Regions from separate parts of the Mus musculus genome. Here regions 2 and 3 are each linked to region 1. A link is a contact called in public HiChIP or PLAC-seq data. All regions are on one chromosome and are shown on one strand. The core of a region is the stretch at or near the end of the contact, and the rest is flanking DNA. Distances in the headings are between cores, read along the strand shown.

What was found. HiChIP or PLAC-seq counts read pairs in DNA pulled down with a chosen protein or histone mark.
Region 2: a contact with region 1 is called in an H3K27ac HiChIP or PLAC-seq map of differentiating embryonic stem cells, with 23 times the contacts expected there. The contact joins two enhancer-like sites. A contact is called at or near these places in 1 of 39 promoter capture datasets (embryonic stem cells), 1 of 484 Hi-C or Micro-C datasets (cortical neurons), 12 of 115 datasets of contacts at active chromatin or transcription factors (craniofacial prominence, differentiating embryonic stem cells, embryonic basal ganglia and 9 more) and 1 of 9 other capture datasets (embryonic stem cells).
Region 3: an H3K4me3 HiChIP or PLAC-seq map of embryonic hindbrain shows a contact between it and region 1, with 2.8 times the contacts expected there. The contact joins two enhancer-like sites. A contact is called at or near these places in 1 of 39 promoter capture datasets (the C10 cell line) and 1 of 115 datasets of contacts at active chromatin or transcription factors (embryonic hindbrain).

What each region holds. Positions count from the first base shown.
Region 1 is chr2:74,747,119-74,752,248 of GRCm38.p6, forward strand. It overlaps Haglr (Hoxd antisense growth associated long non-coding RNA), which reads right to left. Exons shown (of 3, transcript NR_110445.1): 2 at 4,411-4,524; 3 at 1,304-3,525. Hoxd3 (homeobox D3) reads left to right here. Exons shown (of 3, transcript NM_010468.2): 3 at 1-1,153. Among named protein-coding and RNA genes, the nearest start is that of Gm14424, 3.0 kb to the right of the region's middle. Within about 2 kb of position 2,868, at least 60 of the 459 cell types and tissues checked have an H3K27ac peak or open chromatin away from gene starts, as enhancers often do. A contact at or near this core is called in differentiating embryonic stem cells, where this site is marked.
Region 2 is chr2:75,587,393-75,592,522 of GRCm38.p6, forward strand. All of the region lies in intron 2 of Gm50595, which reads right to left. Among named protein-coding and RNA genes, the nearest start is that of Gm39853, 23 kb to the right of the region's middle. Within about 2 kb of position 2,284, at least 19 of the 459 cell types and tissues checked have an H3K27ac peak or open chromatin away from gene starts, as enhancers often do. A contact at or near this core is called in differentiating embryonic stem cells, where this site is marked.
Region 3 is chr2:75,421,370-75,426,499 of GRCm38.p6, forward strand. No RefSeq gene overlaps it. Among named protein-coding and RNA genes, the nearest start is that of 9430019J16Rik, 20 kb to the right of the region's middle. RefSeq lists an enhancer at 833-3,207. Within about 2 kb of position 2,767, at least 24 of the 459 cell types and tissues checked have an H3K27ac peak or open chromatin away from gene starts, as enhancers often do.

The sequences.
Region 1 (5,130 bases), core at 1,618-4,117:
GGTGGCAGAGGTGGTGGTGGGGCGGGGCGGGGCCCGAGGGGCAGTTTAGGGGATCCCCCTCCCTGATCTGGCCTGGCGGATGCCTCACGAGTGGCTTCCAGCGGCCAGGGCTGACGCGACTGGGCCTCCCTCCAGGCGCGTCCTCCTTTGGGTGACTCGCCATAAATCAGCCGCAAGGATCCTCCCCAGTAAACCTGACAGTGCCATAAACTGCGGACCGAGGGACTCTAATCTGGTAATGGTGTCCCTAAGGTAAGTCCTCGACCCATCCGTGGCGAGTCCTGAAGAGGGACTAGGGCCTGGAGAACCCTGGGCCTGGCCCTTCTGTCTAGCTTAGTTTCAGAGACCTTAATTTATAATGCTCCGTCCCCTCCTGTAAAGATTGCATCGGACTAAACAATCTGTATTTATTATTTGAAGCGAGTAATTTCGTTTCCCTGATTATTTATCCTCGTCTTAATGTATTTATGTGTATATTTGTAGAATTCTGAGGCTGGGCCTAGGTACACGCTCCCAGGCCTTGGGGGGGCCACTTTTCACCTCTTTAGTCCCCTTGGTCTGAACTAGTTGAGAGGATAGTTTTGAACAGTTGTAACCATGGCTGGTGTCTGTAGTTGATGTTAAAGGATTGAGATCACAAATGGTCCTTCATGGGTAGAGTCAGGCAGCCCGGTGGCAGGACTCACGCTAGTCGTTTCTCAACAGCCGAAGCCCTCACCACTCGACACAGCTTATTGATTTCAAATTGTCTGGTACTATTTGAACAAACATTTAGAATAAAACCTTTTTTTCAGTTGGAAGTGTATCTGTGTTAATCGCACACATCTGCAAGCAGATCACTCTGTCTTCATCCCTCTGTATGATCCCGGGTTGGGGGAAAAGGACCCTCTGAAACATTTTATTTATTCGGAACCTATTGCACAAAATTGGCGTGGAGAAATACTTGATTACATTTAAGCTCTTAAAACTGAGCGGCAGTAATTGGAGGATGCAAACTCGATATCACCTAAGTGGGGGGCAGTCGCAATAGGATTTTGCCAGAGCAGCGCCTGCATGCTCTTTCTATACATGATCGTCACATGGGCGGGTGTGTGTTCATTTTTTCTGCATTAAATAATAAAAAAATAAACTTTGGGGAAAAACCCTGACAATCAAAGAAAAAGCATAAGAGAAACAGGCAGGATTAAGCGAGAAAAGCTAAGGTGCTGTGGTATAAAAGGAAATGATCATGTAGAGACAAGCATCAGGCTTTTTCCCCCGTCCCCCAACCCCCTTAGGAAGTGCTCACAATTTTTTCCTTTGTAGTGGTCAGCAGTTCACTTTTAAAGAAAACAAACATTCTTCACAATGTAAAATAACGAAAGGTTCATTAATAGAACACAACACGTATAAACACCTTGCTTACTCCTGTTTCTTTGTGCAAAATGGGCGAATAGTCTACAGAATTTATAATCGTTTTGTAAATATTATTAGTGTGGCTCTAGGAAGGGTCGAGCACTTACACCCACTTCTATAGAAGGGAGCACTTGGAAAAAGGCCTTCAGACAAGGTTCAATTATTTTGTATTTCAGCAAAGTCCACCCACGCATCTCTAGTTGGTTTGGCAAATATGCAACTCCCACTACCAGCCTGGTGACACGAGGTGAAATTCCCATTGTGTGGAGATAACTTCTACTCTTCTGGTGCAACAGCAATCGTTTTCTATTTGGATGTTTGTGTTTCGCTCAGTAATGATGGCTCAAAAGAATATTTAGTTTCCTTGTTCCTTTGTGCTGTTTTAAAAATGGCATGTTAGGCTGGGGGTGGGAGGGGTTATCCTTTTGCTAAATTTCACTCTATCTGAGCAAGTTTAAAGTATATATGTTGTAGAATTGTATCAACAGAATAAATGACTTCAATCGAAGGCATATTTTACCCACTCTCAAGGCTTAACATTGTTTTCTCTGAAATTTGCATTCCTAGACAGAATTTATAATTGTAAGAAATTATTTTTTAAGCTATTACGGAAATCAAAGAAATGCTAGCTGCCTCGTAGGGAACCACAGCCACCTTTCTTAACTGGCTAAATATTAAATAGATGAATTGTCAGGCTGTTTAGATTCAGCCCGGTTTCTCTCATCTCCTCTTCATACCATAAATAATAATAAAAATACATAATGCATCATGGCTCCAGGCGTTTCCCAGCGCGGTGTGTTACCACAGGAGTATCTGCTGAGTCTGCGGGTGTCTGCAATACCCCAAGCGTCATCTGTGGCTTAGGGTTTCATGGATTACTTTAAACAGTGTCTAGCCCGGCTGACATCAGCTTCCTCTCACACATAGGCTCTAAGGAAGTGTCAGGTTGGGGGTTCCCACCGTCTAGGCAGCCGCAACCTCACAGGCCCGGCGGTGGAGGGAGGATGTTGGAAGAAGGGGGAGGGGTCGCTTCGACCAAACCTGCCGCCTTCGCCTACCTTCTGAAGTTCTGGAGACTTCAGAGAATTGCTTGGTTCTTTCCTGCCACCAACGCGAGTCACGTGACAGGCACACTCACTCCTAGCGTGGGTGGGGGCGGCGGCGAGTTCTGGGAGGGCACACTCCCACGCGGCCGCCCGCCGGAGAGAGCTGGGCCCGCGGCACAACCATTTAAAACTTCATAAATTATAAACAAGCCGCCTTGGCCTTCGCCATAAATTCCGCTCCTCTTGAGCCTGCAATTAGTGTTAGGAAGCACCCAAGTCTAAACACAACCAAACGCTCTCCGAAGGGTCCAAGTGCCCGAGGTTGCAAGCCTTTATTTATTCCCGGGTGCCACCCCCTCTGCACTCGAGGCTTGCACACAGTCACCTCCTCCCCCGCCACCGCGGGCAGTACACACTCCGCTGGGTTCCCCGCTTAGCCCGGGAAGGTCACAATAGCAGCTCTATCCACCGAGGCGCTCGCCGCCTCCTCCCTCCCGGGTCTTCGAGAAGCAAAGAAAGGAGTGTGGGGGAGGGGAGCCTGGCCAGCAATGGCGCCCGGGTCTCAGGCCTCTGCTCTTGTTTCAAGACGAGACCCGGGAAGTTGGCATGGGTAGGGAAGCAGCAGCCTAGCTTGTCTTTCTCCCACGACGCTCCTCTCCCACGACGCTCCTCTGCCCCCAGAGGCTTCACCGCCCGATTGAGGATGCCCCAAAGCAGTCAGGTCTACCCGAAATCCAGAATCCATTGAGCCAGCGGCTTCCTTTCTGATCCTTTGCAGAGGAATAGATGCCAGACGGAATAGATGCCAGACGGAATAGATGCCAGAAGGGAGGAGCACCTGGGCCCCTCCGGAGGGCGTTGGCCTTGGGAGGTGTCTCTCTTTTGAAGAAGGGGCAGGATGACTTCGGTCCAGCCTTGGGCACACCTTCTTTTTCTCCATAGTTTTTGAGGCGCGGGGGCGGGACGAGGAGGGGGTGGGGATTAGGAAGGTTGTGGATCTCCGGTAGAGTATTAGGTCTAAAGGAAAGAGATCAGGTCCTTGGCTCATGGGTGGCAGTCATTTGGGCCTCTCTGGTTGTTCCATCTAGGCAAACAAATGTGGATTAACGTAGGATGGCGGTCAGGCAGAGGTATGGCCCTGCTGCAAAATGGAGGTGGGAGTGGAGGAAGAGGGACCGTTTCCTTAGCATCCCTGTAAACCTCGGGGTCCATTCTGGAGTGGAATGCCTAGACCTAGCGAGAGGGTGCGAAGTTGTCATGGAAAGCCCTGGAGGGTGGCCCTGGCCACTGGTAAGGAGGTTAGGAAAGGAAAGGAAAGGAAAGGAAAGGAAAGGAAAGGAAAGGAAAGGAAAGGAGAAAGGGAAATCAAGTACAGATTCTGCCTTCTAGCTTACAGACCAACCTCATCCAGGGAACTGACAGAGAAAAATCTGCCTCTGATAGAATCATTAAGTTAAGCATCCATTTGTACCATTTCTGTGTACAGGCTTTCAAATGGGAGAGAGGAAGAGGATACTGAGCTTGTACTTCCCTTGGTTCAGCCCCAAGTCCAGTCCCTATCAGAGATGTGTCAGCTACATTGGTTTCTGAGGCCCCAGAGGCTGCTAACCTTGCTGAACAAGAGTTTTCACATTTCTGTCTAGAAGAACTACTAGCAGTGATCTCCTACGCTAGCTAGCTACTGTCCTTTCTCCCTCACTGGGTACCACTCCAATGGTTCATGAGTGAAGTGCTCTCCTCAGCCACCAGGCTTGGAAGCCCAGACGGTTTTCCTTTAGAGAAGGTAAAGAGGAGAACATGAGAGAGAGAGAGAGAGAGAGAGAGAGAGAGAGAGAGAGAGAGAGAGAGAGAGGAGAGAGAGAGAGTTTGAATAACAAAGAGGCTAACTCTTCCTTCCAAGTATTTGACCCCATGGCGGGTACAAGCTTGTTTACACCCAGGGATTGTCACAGGTCTGTTTTGACTTTACCAGAATTGGTTGAAACTTCCTTGTGAAGTCAAGAACTTGGTAATCCCAGTTTACAGGTCTAGGAAGGTCTTCATCTGGGTGTTCTTGACAAAACTTTGGTCCTTCTTTGAGAAACTTAAAGAAAATAACAGAGGTTTATGAGTATGCAAGAAAGGCAGGTGGCTCAGACCGTCCCCTCACCCCCTTGGGCTTTGCAATTTCCCAGATAGGGTATATTTAGAACCTGGGTCAACAGACCTTTGGGTGTTGAGCCACTTAACCAACTGAGTCTGAGTTGTCCCTAGCCAAGCCTTATCTAACCTTACCTAAGCCACACTTTTAAGGGCTGGCTCTTGTAGATTTCTCTCTCAGAAAGTCTGGATGGATAGCACAAGGCCTGATGGATGAATCCTCTGCCCTTCCTGCTTTGTTGGTGCTGAAGGAAAGTGATGGAGAGGACCATAGCTTACCTTGTTTTCTACTCCACTACAAATGCTCTTACCTTTGGGGTCCAAGGTCAGTGTCAAGTGGATTTATAAACCTGATCTGAAGCCCTTCCTTAAACATTTCCCTCAGGTCTCACATCCTGCCTGTCTAGTTGCAAAGTTCAAAGACAATCCATTTTAGGTCATGTCCAGTGTGTCCAAACTGAACAGACTGGCAGGAGGCTCAAGGCCCAAGGATGCCAAATCTTTTGCCATAGCAGAGAAATATAAATGCCACCACGCCATCCCATCAGGT
Region 2 (5,130 bases), core at 1,034-3,533, 840 kb after region 1:
GGTTCTTAACCTGTGAGTGGGAACCCCTTGGCAAACTTCTATCTCCAAAAATACTTACATTACAATTCATAACAGTAGCAAAATTACAGCTATGCAGTAGCAATGAAAATAATTTTAGGGTTGGGATCGTCACAACATGAGGAACTGTATTAAAGGGTCACAGCATTAGGAAGGCTGAAAAACACTGGTTTTAATGAACACATACCCTGGTATATAAATCACCTCACCTCACCTGTGTCCTAGGCAGAACCCACAGGAGAAGACATGTCTCCTGTCCCATCCCATGGCCCAGGTAGTATAATACTGAAGGCCAGTTCCCCAGCATCTCAAGGGTTAAATTCTTTGTTGTACCTAATTTTGAAAAACTAAAGCAACCTGCTTAGGCTGGTTCAGCAAGGGAACCAACCGTTTCATAATGAGGCTTGGCCTCGCCTGTCCCAGTAGAATTAATTTTGTGCAGTAGAACACCTAGATAAATTAGTTTTGCTTTAAATATTGAGTCCTAAAAGAGTTAAAAGAGGGAGAATATCAATCAATAATTTTTACATTAACTACTTTGTATATGACAAAACAAAATTAACTTTGGCATTATAACCCCTTCATCTGGCATTTCTGACTGGCCCTGAGTTTTGAATAAAGAATTAGACGTCTTAAAAACCAACCGACATGTGTTCTCTTGGCCCACAATACTAACTCACTGTGGGTTTGTAAGAGATGTAATGGCTACCTACCATACATTTTCCAAGATTGTAAACATAATTGCTACTTACTAAAGCAATCCTGTTCTGGAAAGAAGAATTCTGAAGATAAAGATAGGTTTCTGAAGGTTTTTGTTCTGTGTGTGTGTTGTGGTTGTTGTTGTTTTGTTTTGTATTGTTTTGTTTAATATTGAAGGTGTTTAGCTTTGAATTTAAGTGAAAATACTATCTTAGTGACTAATGTTAGATTTTTAAATAACATTTTAATTGGTTGGAGTTTTTCCCAATATCTACCCTTCCCTTTCATAAAACTGGCTTCTACTGAAACATCTTTATGGATTTAAAAGTGACAACAAATTTAAACTAAAACTCTAGTGTTTGAATGGTCTTTTCAGGTTAAATGCCTATCAAAATGTAAATAGATGATTTCTTCTCCAGCAAGATGAGATCGGGTTTTTAACCTGGCCAATTGCCCATATAAACAATCTTTAATATTATTTGGTCATCTTTTGGTAATTAAAATGGCATATCACAACCACTTTAAATTTATATCCATGTGACAAGAAAGTTATTTAAGGCGTAACTGTGGATAGAGGAAATGTCTCTTTAACAGATTCTTTCAGGAATGCATCTAACAGGAAGCAAAGGTTTTCAACGGCACATAAAAACAAGAAGCAGTTGAACAGCGCCACCCAGAGGTAAGAAGTATATTACATCCAGAGATGATATCGCGAACCTTACACTCACTCAGCCGTCCTTACAGCCACTTCCAGATGTTTCTCTAGTAATATATCAGACATTGCTGGCTCCTGGGTCTGTATTGAAATCTAACATTTTAGTAAGTAAAATTAAATGTTTTGCTGTAGAAAAGGTGCTTTATTTCTGCTTGTTAATTCCTGTCTTTTGAAACAATAAGCACAGGTTGAATAAGAGGCAACACGCCTTCCAGAAATGCAGATAGTTCACCCACCTTTCTTTAAGTAAACGAAATTATTAGGAAAGCCCATTTTAAAAGAATCACTCTGTCCCTACTCCACTATTTCCATACACCCCTAATTACTTTTCTGTCTGGGTTTGTTGAACTAATGCATATTTCTGAACCAAGATTATATACCATTGGAAGAGATCTTAAGAAATCCATTGAAAGCCTGCCATCAGCACCATAAAAAGAGGATTACATACATAAGAACCCTGGGCAAGTACAAAAAAAGGTACTTTTATTATTATTTTACAGGAACTATAAATTTGACTTTTAAAAAAATCTTATTTTGTGCTCAGGATATGGTGCAGGCAAAACACCAGACACACAAAGATACCTTTAAATTTTTTAAGAGTTATTTTGGCCGAAATCAAAATGAGCTTGCCGATCTGTAATTACAGAATCGGGGTACCCTTGAACCCAAGACAGAGATGCTGCTGCATTGAGCTACACTACAGGAAAAAGGCCTCGTGTTCCCCCACCGCCTTCAGCCAGCTCAGATAAACCAGCACAGGCAAGCTTTGCAGAAACGCGTAGAACCGGTCTCAGGGTTGCTCCTAAGCAGAGTTGTACGCGTGCGTGCGGGGTAACCCAGGGCTTTGGAGGCCCTGCGTGCGGGGTCTGTAACTGCGTTGCCATAGCTATCTGTCACGCGTTCCTGTCAAGACTCCCGGCTGCTGCTTTCTAATCGCCTGAGAAGCAGCCTTCCTGTGACAAGAATCAGGCTCCTCCGTTCTGATCTGCATCTTTAGCCTAACAATGAGAAATGGGTTTCCATAAACTTAAAAGAGGCAAAGAAATGATGCCAAAGCCATTACTTGCTGCTTCGGATTGGAAGGAAGACACCTGTCCCTTTTTAGACCAGTAATAAAGGATAAAACTATGACAAAGCCGTCAGCGTTTCATCTGGAAAATAAAGGGAATCAGCTGGCGCTCTCCTAAAGAAAAACAAAATGCCTTCCCCTCCCACTCTGAAATCTGCATCAGAATCTAGCCTCGATTTCACGTTGTGCTCAACCTTACAACATGAGAGAAAATTATACTGTCATGAAAACCAGTGCAGAAGGATCTCGTTCTTTTTAATGCTCCCCTCGTGTCTTTATCCCTTTCCTCTAAATAGCCATGGCATTGTCCACCTCAGTGTTTTGGTTTGAAGCCGCTTCAGGGGCTTCTGGTTTTGCAGCCTGCGGTTTGAGGTTGATCAGGCTGCAAGCTGCAGCTGTGGGAACCCCAGGCTTAAGGCATTTGGAGTTGGTCTTGGGCAAGCTGCCTCACCAGGGATAGCACAGCGCTCCCTAGCCTGGTTTAGAAAACCCACAGCATTACAGCGAAGGCCCATGCGCGCCACCTAGTGGACACGATCTGCCTGGGGTGTCATCAAGACATGGTGGGTTATATAAAAATCTGCAACCCCTATAGTTCGCCAATAAATACACTTTTCTTCATACTATAGTCAAACCGACGAGGAAGGGGACATATTTTAAAAGAAAGTGTCAAATGCATTAACTCACAAAAGCTTCAAGACTGTCTTTTCAAATATAAATATTATTCAGCCCTTCCTTTGGGGCTCAGGAAACCCGGAGGGGAAGAGGAGGCAAAAAGAGCCAGAGGGGTGGAAGATACCAAGGAAACAAGACTTTTAAACACAACAGGACTGGTGCACATATGAACTCCCAGAGATGGAGGTAGCACGCGGGGCGGGGCGGGGGGGGGGGGGTGTCCTGCACCAGATGCAGATGAAAGGAGGAGAGGACACACTCCACAGTGCTAATCCAGAAACTCTCTCCAATCTATAACCACTTGGAAATGAAAATTTTGTTTTCTCCAAGGAAGTCTCACTGGAGAAACAAACCACTCTTAAGGGCAGGCTGCAGTGCCCAACAGGAGAGGCCGACTGAAAAGGAACCCAGTGGTGACTTTAAGGTTCCTTGTCTCCTAACTCCTTACGTCAGAGCTTTTTTATTAAAATAAATAAATAAATACACCGGGTAGTGGTGGTGCAAGAAAAAGTTACTGTTATTTTATTACAATTAGTTTTACTTTATAGGTTTTGTGTATACACCATGGATTCCAGGTTTGCGGTTTTATGGGTGTGCCAAGAAGTGAGTCTCTTTGTCTGCAGCTGATTCTTGTGCCTTTTCTTGAGTTCTTGTGCCTTCTGTTTGTTTGTTTTGTTAGATTCTGATTTGTTTTTGTTTTATCTCATTATATTTTATTATTATCCCTTAGAAGCCTGTTTGTTTTCTAAGGAAAGACAGAAAGGGAGTGGACCTCAGTGGGAGGGGAGGAGAGGGGAGGGGAAAACTGAGAGAAATAGAGAGGGAGGGGACCACAACCAGAATACAGTGTATGAAAACTCTATCTTCAATAAGATTGTGTGTGCGTGCATTCGTGTGTGTGTGCGTGTGTGTGTGTGTGTGTGTGTGTGTGTGTGTGGTCTGTGTGTGTGTGCATGTGTGTGTGTCTGTGTGTGTGTGCATGTGTGTGTGTCTGTGTGTGTGTGTGTGTGTATTTGATATATATACATATACATCAAATATCAAAATGCTGTGTTACTTTTACCTTTATGGAGAAAGGGGAAGGTTCGTATTGACTGGCATGCATGAAGGCCCTGGGTTTGAGTCTCAGCAATGCACAGTCATGCCAATAATTTGATTTTTAACACCCCCCCCACTCCAAAAAAATAAGTCTTTCTTGTTTCTCCTCTTTTTCTGCACATTATTTCCTGGATGAAAGCACTTCATTTTTTTTTTTCTTAGCCAAGTTGTATAAGACCTCATTCAAATCACAGTCCCTAGGAAGTTCCTCAGACCGATCTGAACTCATGGGAGACTAAACCTTCTTTAAAAGTGTCACTTGTAAAGATTTCCTGATTGTCTCGTCTCCATGATCTCCTTGATTGGCTTCAGCTGCCTTCAAAGGCTTCTTCAATGTTGAGTGAGCAGCTTTGACACAGGTGACAGCCCTGTCGGGATAATATAAACACGCCAGCATCCCTTCCAAGGCACAGCAACAGCAACGCCCGTTTACGGAGCTCCAGAAAAGCCAGCCCTTTGTGCAGCAGGTACTGGGTCCTCAGCAGCCCCACTGGGTGCTCACAACACCTAAGCTTGAGAGATAGGAGCCTTAGTGACACGAGAAATAAGAAATAGAGCCGAGCTGGAACCCTAGCCCAGCTCCTGGCTCCAGAGTTTAGATGCCGAACACTTCATCTATCTTCTCTGTTGTGATTACGTGAACGCTGCACGTCAATCTTACTGCTGGTTGTATTCTATCTCAGTGCCTCCCTTTCCCGAAAACCAGTTACCAATTTATTCCCCCATCAAATTACTTTAGATCGTGGCTAAAGCTATTTGAGTTTGTTGGGAGCACTTCCCACTTTGTTCCTCAAAGGATGAAGTTACTACAGTCAAAAGATTTGTACAGAGGAGGGAAAAGAAATCACTGATGAAA
Region 3 (5,130 bases), core at 1,517-4,016, 670 kb after region 1:
AAATACGTGGTGGTGTGAAGCTTTTAAACTTGGGAGTTGCAGGATTCCTTGGCACTTCAGATTCCTTCCATGTATTTCCCAATGGTCATTGTAAGCCTGACCAAGACCTAAACTTTGCATAACAGCACCCATCCAGACAAGCAAGGTTTGGAACTCACTGCTCATTTTCACAGCCATTGATTGACATGAATCTGAAGTTCATATAGACACAGAGTTTTGTGAGTCCCACTCCTGCTATCTGCTCACAGCTTGGACAGGGTAGTAGGAGGTAATTCAGATTGTTTCTCTTGATCTCCTACTGCATGCATTCTTTAGGGTCTGAGATATAGGTATGAAAGATTTAGTCCTTGTCCTTAAACAGATCACAGCCTAAGATGGGGGAAAGTGAGCGAATTGATAATTAAGTTATAATGTGACAACTGAGACAGCAGCAAAAGCCTGGTGCATTAGCGGAAGGATTGGAAGAGTGAGAGTGGATGGAAGAGGCGAGGTGAAGGTCCTTTGCTGGAACAGAGGTAAGCAATGGGGCATCATGGGGGAATCAAGGAGGAGTGGGTTGTGGATATGATTAAAATACACTGTATATGTATATGAAATTCTCAGAGAATAAATACAAATATTTTAAAGAAGTTATACAGACTAAACTAAGAAGCAAAGCAGGGGGAAGATGACAACTGAGCAATGGAGGGAAAATTGGCTTGTCTTGGTGACTGATTAGATGTGGAAAGGGGCTATAGGGTAGTCATGGAAGACTGTCGGTGTATAGCAGTGTGTACAAGAAACAATTCCCCACATTGGGAGCCCAACTATAGATCACAGTGCACAGATTCAAAGGGGCTTCTCCATTGTCTTGATAGTATTTTTTAAGCAAAAAGAAACTATTCTCAATAAACATTCATGAGTCTCTTAGCCATACGCACCTTACAGAATCCTTTAAACTCATAAGTCTGCAATATTCTTGTAATTGCCTTTTCAATCTCTACTCTACCCCACCTCAAACATGTAATCAAACCCAAACTTAGTTAACTTATTTTCCCATAGAGTAATATATTTTTATTGTCCGCGTCCACTTCTAGAAGCCAACCGTCTCTTTTTTTTTATTGCTATTATCTTACAATCATAAGAGCACCGTAGTTGGGTTATGATTGCTTCAAATGAAGAAACTTGGTCCAGGTAATTTCTCACGACAGAAGTCCACAAAGAAGGTTAACTCTGAAATCAAGCACATCAGATAATGCATCTAAGTTCAGACATTTGATTTATTGCCTTCCCTCCCTAATGATTAAATATTCCGCTACCCATTGAAACCACACATATATTCAGAATGTAATGGTCAAAGCAGGTTCACCGCACACTAACTTTTCACCTTCATTCTCTAGGGAGGTGCGTCAACACACAACTCTGATAACAAAGGACTGGGTACCAAGATCCAAGAAAGAACAGAAGCAACTAATGAGGGCTTGCGAATCAGATTTCCCTCCCCAACACCGGGTTCTCACAAAGTTTTCCTCTGTGGTAAAGGACCTGGAGAACAGCTGTCAAAAATATGGCACAGCTAACCCTCGAACAAATTAAAAAACACCATCTGCAGGCACTGCAGTCTGATACACAGATGTGCGCCAGCACAAAGCCCAGGGAAGAGAAAGCGGGTTGACGGGACCGAGGTTAACGCGACTGAAAGCAGACAACATATGGTTCTCCAATGAGAAGGGCGCTCCACTACTGAAGCCAACCATTTGTAACATTTATAAATAGCTACTGAACCTCTAACACACCCCTAAATGCCTGCATTTGTGTGTTTAAAGTTTCTCTAAGAACAGTAGGTAGAGCAATTACAGAGGACTACAAATTCAGCATCTTTTTGTGTACCATTAGTCGTTCAGGTAGCCAAAGACGGTCCCTACACTATCTTTAATCTGTTTCTCTCCCCCCACACACACACCCAGCCCCACCCCCACCTAGTAACACCTCTCATTAAAACTAACTCTTTTGAAATATGCAGCACCAGCTAGCTTGTCCCACTTGCTAATGGTTCTGAATTGATTCTTAATTAGTTGCAGTTTTGGAAAGAATCCAATTAAAATAGTAGGAGATTCCAATAGCTGAGAAGAACTCACTAATGCGCGCTACTCTCTGAGCTGCTGTCCTTTGCATTAAGACTTGCTCAGGCGAGAGGCGACTATACGGCAGGATTCAAATCATACTAAACACGCTCAGGTTTTAAACAGAAACCTTCACGTGGTAATTTATCCTCCAGCCATAAAACATGATCAAAGAAATGCAGCCAAACGCTGTTAGAAAAATTACATTCCTTCATCCCACCTTCTCTTCTTCCTAAAAGGACAGGTTACTAATTCAGAAGACGGCAGAATCTTTTCAATATATTATATTTTTTACTTGCTATGTGTTTTCCAGCCCCCTACCAAAAAAAAAAAATCCAAAATGGGGGAGCATAAAGCTTAGTGTGGGAAGAAATAAGGGGAGAGAGAAGAAAATAGTTCAGTGTGAGAGAGAAGGCTGGAGGTGGTTAAACAGGACATTTTCCAATGTTCTTTCCCAAAGCCTGCCTGCTACCAGCAAAATTCCCAGTGTTGTTTATGAGGGCGGCTGGAGGTCATTTGACAGGTATGGCTTTTATGGTTCGGATTTAATTATAGAAAAGTGAAGGCTCAGAAAAGCAAGGTCTCAGGAAACCTAGGCAGGAGGACTCCTGCCACTGCTGGTAAGGTGACAGTCACGTGGCCAGCTTTTGTATTCAGCGGTAATAACTCATTGCCCCTGCCTGGGATAGAGCCTGGTTCCTCTATCCCCAGAGGAGCTCCACCAGGCGCAGACTCACAGAGCCTTTGATCTGCAGATTAACATGATCAGAATTCAGGCTTTGTCTTTTACAAACATCCCTGTCCCGAAATTTGTATCCAATGAGAGGTTGAGCCCACTTTTATTTGAATAATGAATTGCAGTAATTAATACACAAATTGATTTTTTTCAAGTCTCCCCAAAGGCTCTTTCTATTTTTAATTTCTAGAAAATATGTATCATTCCCTTAATAAGAAACTGCTCTACATTTCAAATTGCATATGGAAGAGGAAGCAAGCATAAGCAAACAACAAAAAGACTGAAGCAAGTAACATTCAAGATGGATTCAAGAATTCACGCTGCTTTGTGGACAGAAGCTGCCCCTGTGGGATTTCACTCTCTGCTCCGGATCCGACGAACACTTCCGAATGCTTTTTAAAGACACAGTTATTTCAACTGTGCGGCATTCATGTGGATAAATATCCCCTTCCTTTTAAACTACGGGTTTTCCCCTTCAACTATTAATAAAAAAGACATCCTGTGCAAAAAGAAAAAAAAAAGAAAAAAGAAAAAAGAAAAAAAGAAATCTAAGTCCGTTGAAACTGTGTAATTTTAATTTTGCTTTAATGAAGGTCATACGAGTTCTTCTAGTGCCTCTAACGAGAGAGAAAGAGGTAGAGAGACAAAGAGAGAGACTGAGAGACAGAGACAGGGCGACAGAGAGAGATTGAGTGACATCTTCGTTTAGTTGCACCTTAAGGACCGGCAGGGACTTAAACTAATGGAGCTTCTCTTACTTAGAAAATAATTCTTTTCTTACACCAGGGTTCTTAATAAATACCAATGCAGAGAGAAGTGTGTGTGCGTGTGCGTGTGCGTGTGCGTGTGTGAGACAGCATCTGATGCTTATCTGGAAGTCGCAGGTACTAACAGCTGGGTAGGAGGCAGTCCGAGGAGGCCGGGAAGGGAGGGTTTGGAGGCGCATGCACACAGAAGAGATACCTGATTGACCTTTTGCTGACTCTGAGCCACGTGACGCGCAGGCCGCCTTCTTAGAGTGATGGCTTTAGAAGAAGATGTTAAATTTAACCTCTGGCGCAATGATAAATTGACAATAAAAAATTCAATGGCTTGGTAATTACCAATCACTTTGGACATCGGCAACATTTTTCAGTTCTGTCACTGCACATTGGCACAAAAGCTTCAGCAGGAATTCTCCCGGTCTTCCTCTTTTTAACTTTGTTTTCATGATGCAGATTAAATCTGCCACCCTATTACTGATTCATTTTCCTAATTTTTCATGTCTGCACCATGCCCCAGCTGCACCAGGCTGATAATTGTGGAGCCCAGCCCTGATGATTAACATCAGAAGAATTAATTATGCCTGCCATTAAAATTCCGGGTTGCACATGGTGATCAAGAAAAATTAAGTTTCTCTAGGCCTCTAAATCATTTCACCTTTGCAGGAAAGGATAGAGCCTGGACAGCTAGGCGGCAGCCTGTGTTCCTGCTGATGTCGGAACCACATGCCCTTTGTGTAATTCAACGAAGGCTATCCCGGCTTCCCCCCCACCCCCACCCCCACCCCCAGATTTGGACGAAAAGATTTAATGCTTAGAAAAATAAAGGGAACCTGAAAGATATTCTTAATCTTTTGCTTGAGAAGGGGGTGTGTGTAAAAACAGTGCTTGTCAGCATCTCAGATGCTTCTCCTGAAATATCTGTTAAACTAATCTGTAGAGGAATACATTCCGCGGAGAAAAGAAAGACGACCCTTGGAAAGAGCTGATGAATCGAGGGTGGCAAGGGGCTCCAGCCTGACAATCATTGTAAGTAGGGAGACAGGAAATGTTACTTCAAGCTGACAAAGGCTGCGGCATTTCTTGGGAATAAATTGATGACAGAATAAAAACAGATTCCTCAGATCTTTAGGCTAAATAATAATGAGTAAAAGACGCCGGTTGACTGACGCATTTCCAAAATGATTGTTGCATGAGGAACCCAAAATGTATTCGGTGTACCCTAAGGTACAGAATTTACTAGAGCTGTAGAGGATGAGATGCCCTGCATTTATCACGCTCTCTTCCTACTCTGTGTTCTGTTTTTAAATTACCATAATAATGTATATTACAGGCATGGCTTTCGAAGTCTACAGAAGGAGTCGTATTTTGATGAACAGATGTAAATATCTTTACACCAAATAGTAAATCTCTCACTCACCTCTATGCAAAGAGTATGCATAAGCTATGCATCAAATTGGTTTCCTTTATTACATTTAATAAGTGATACCGAAAGACAACTATTTCAATAGATGCTCTTGTTAGTTTCTAG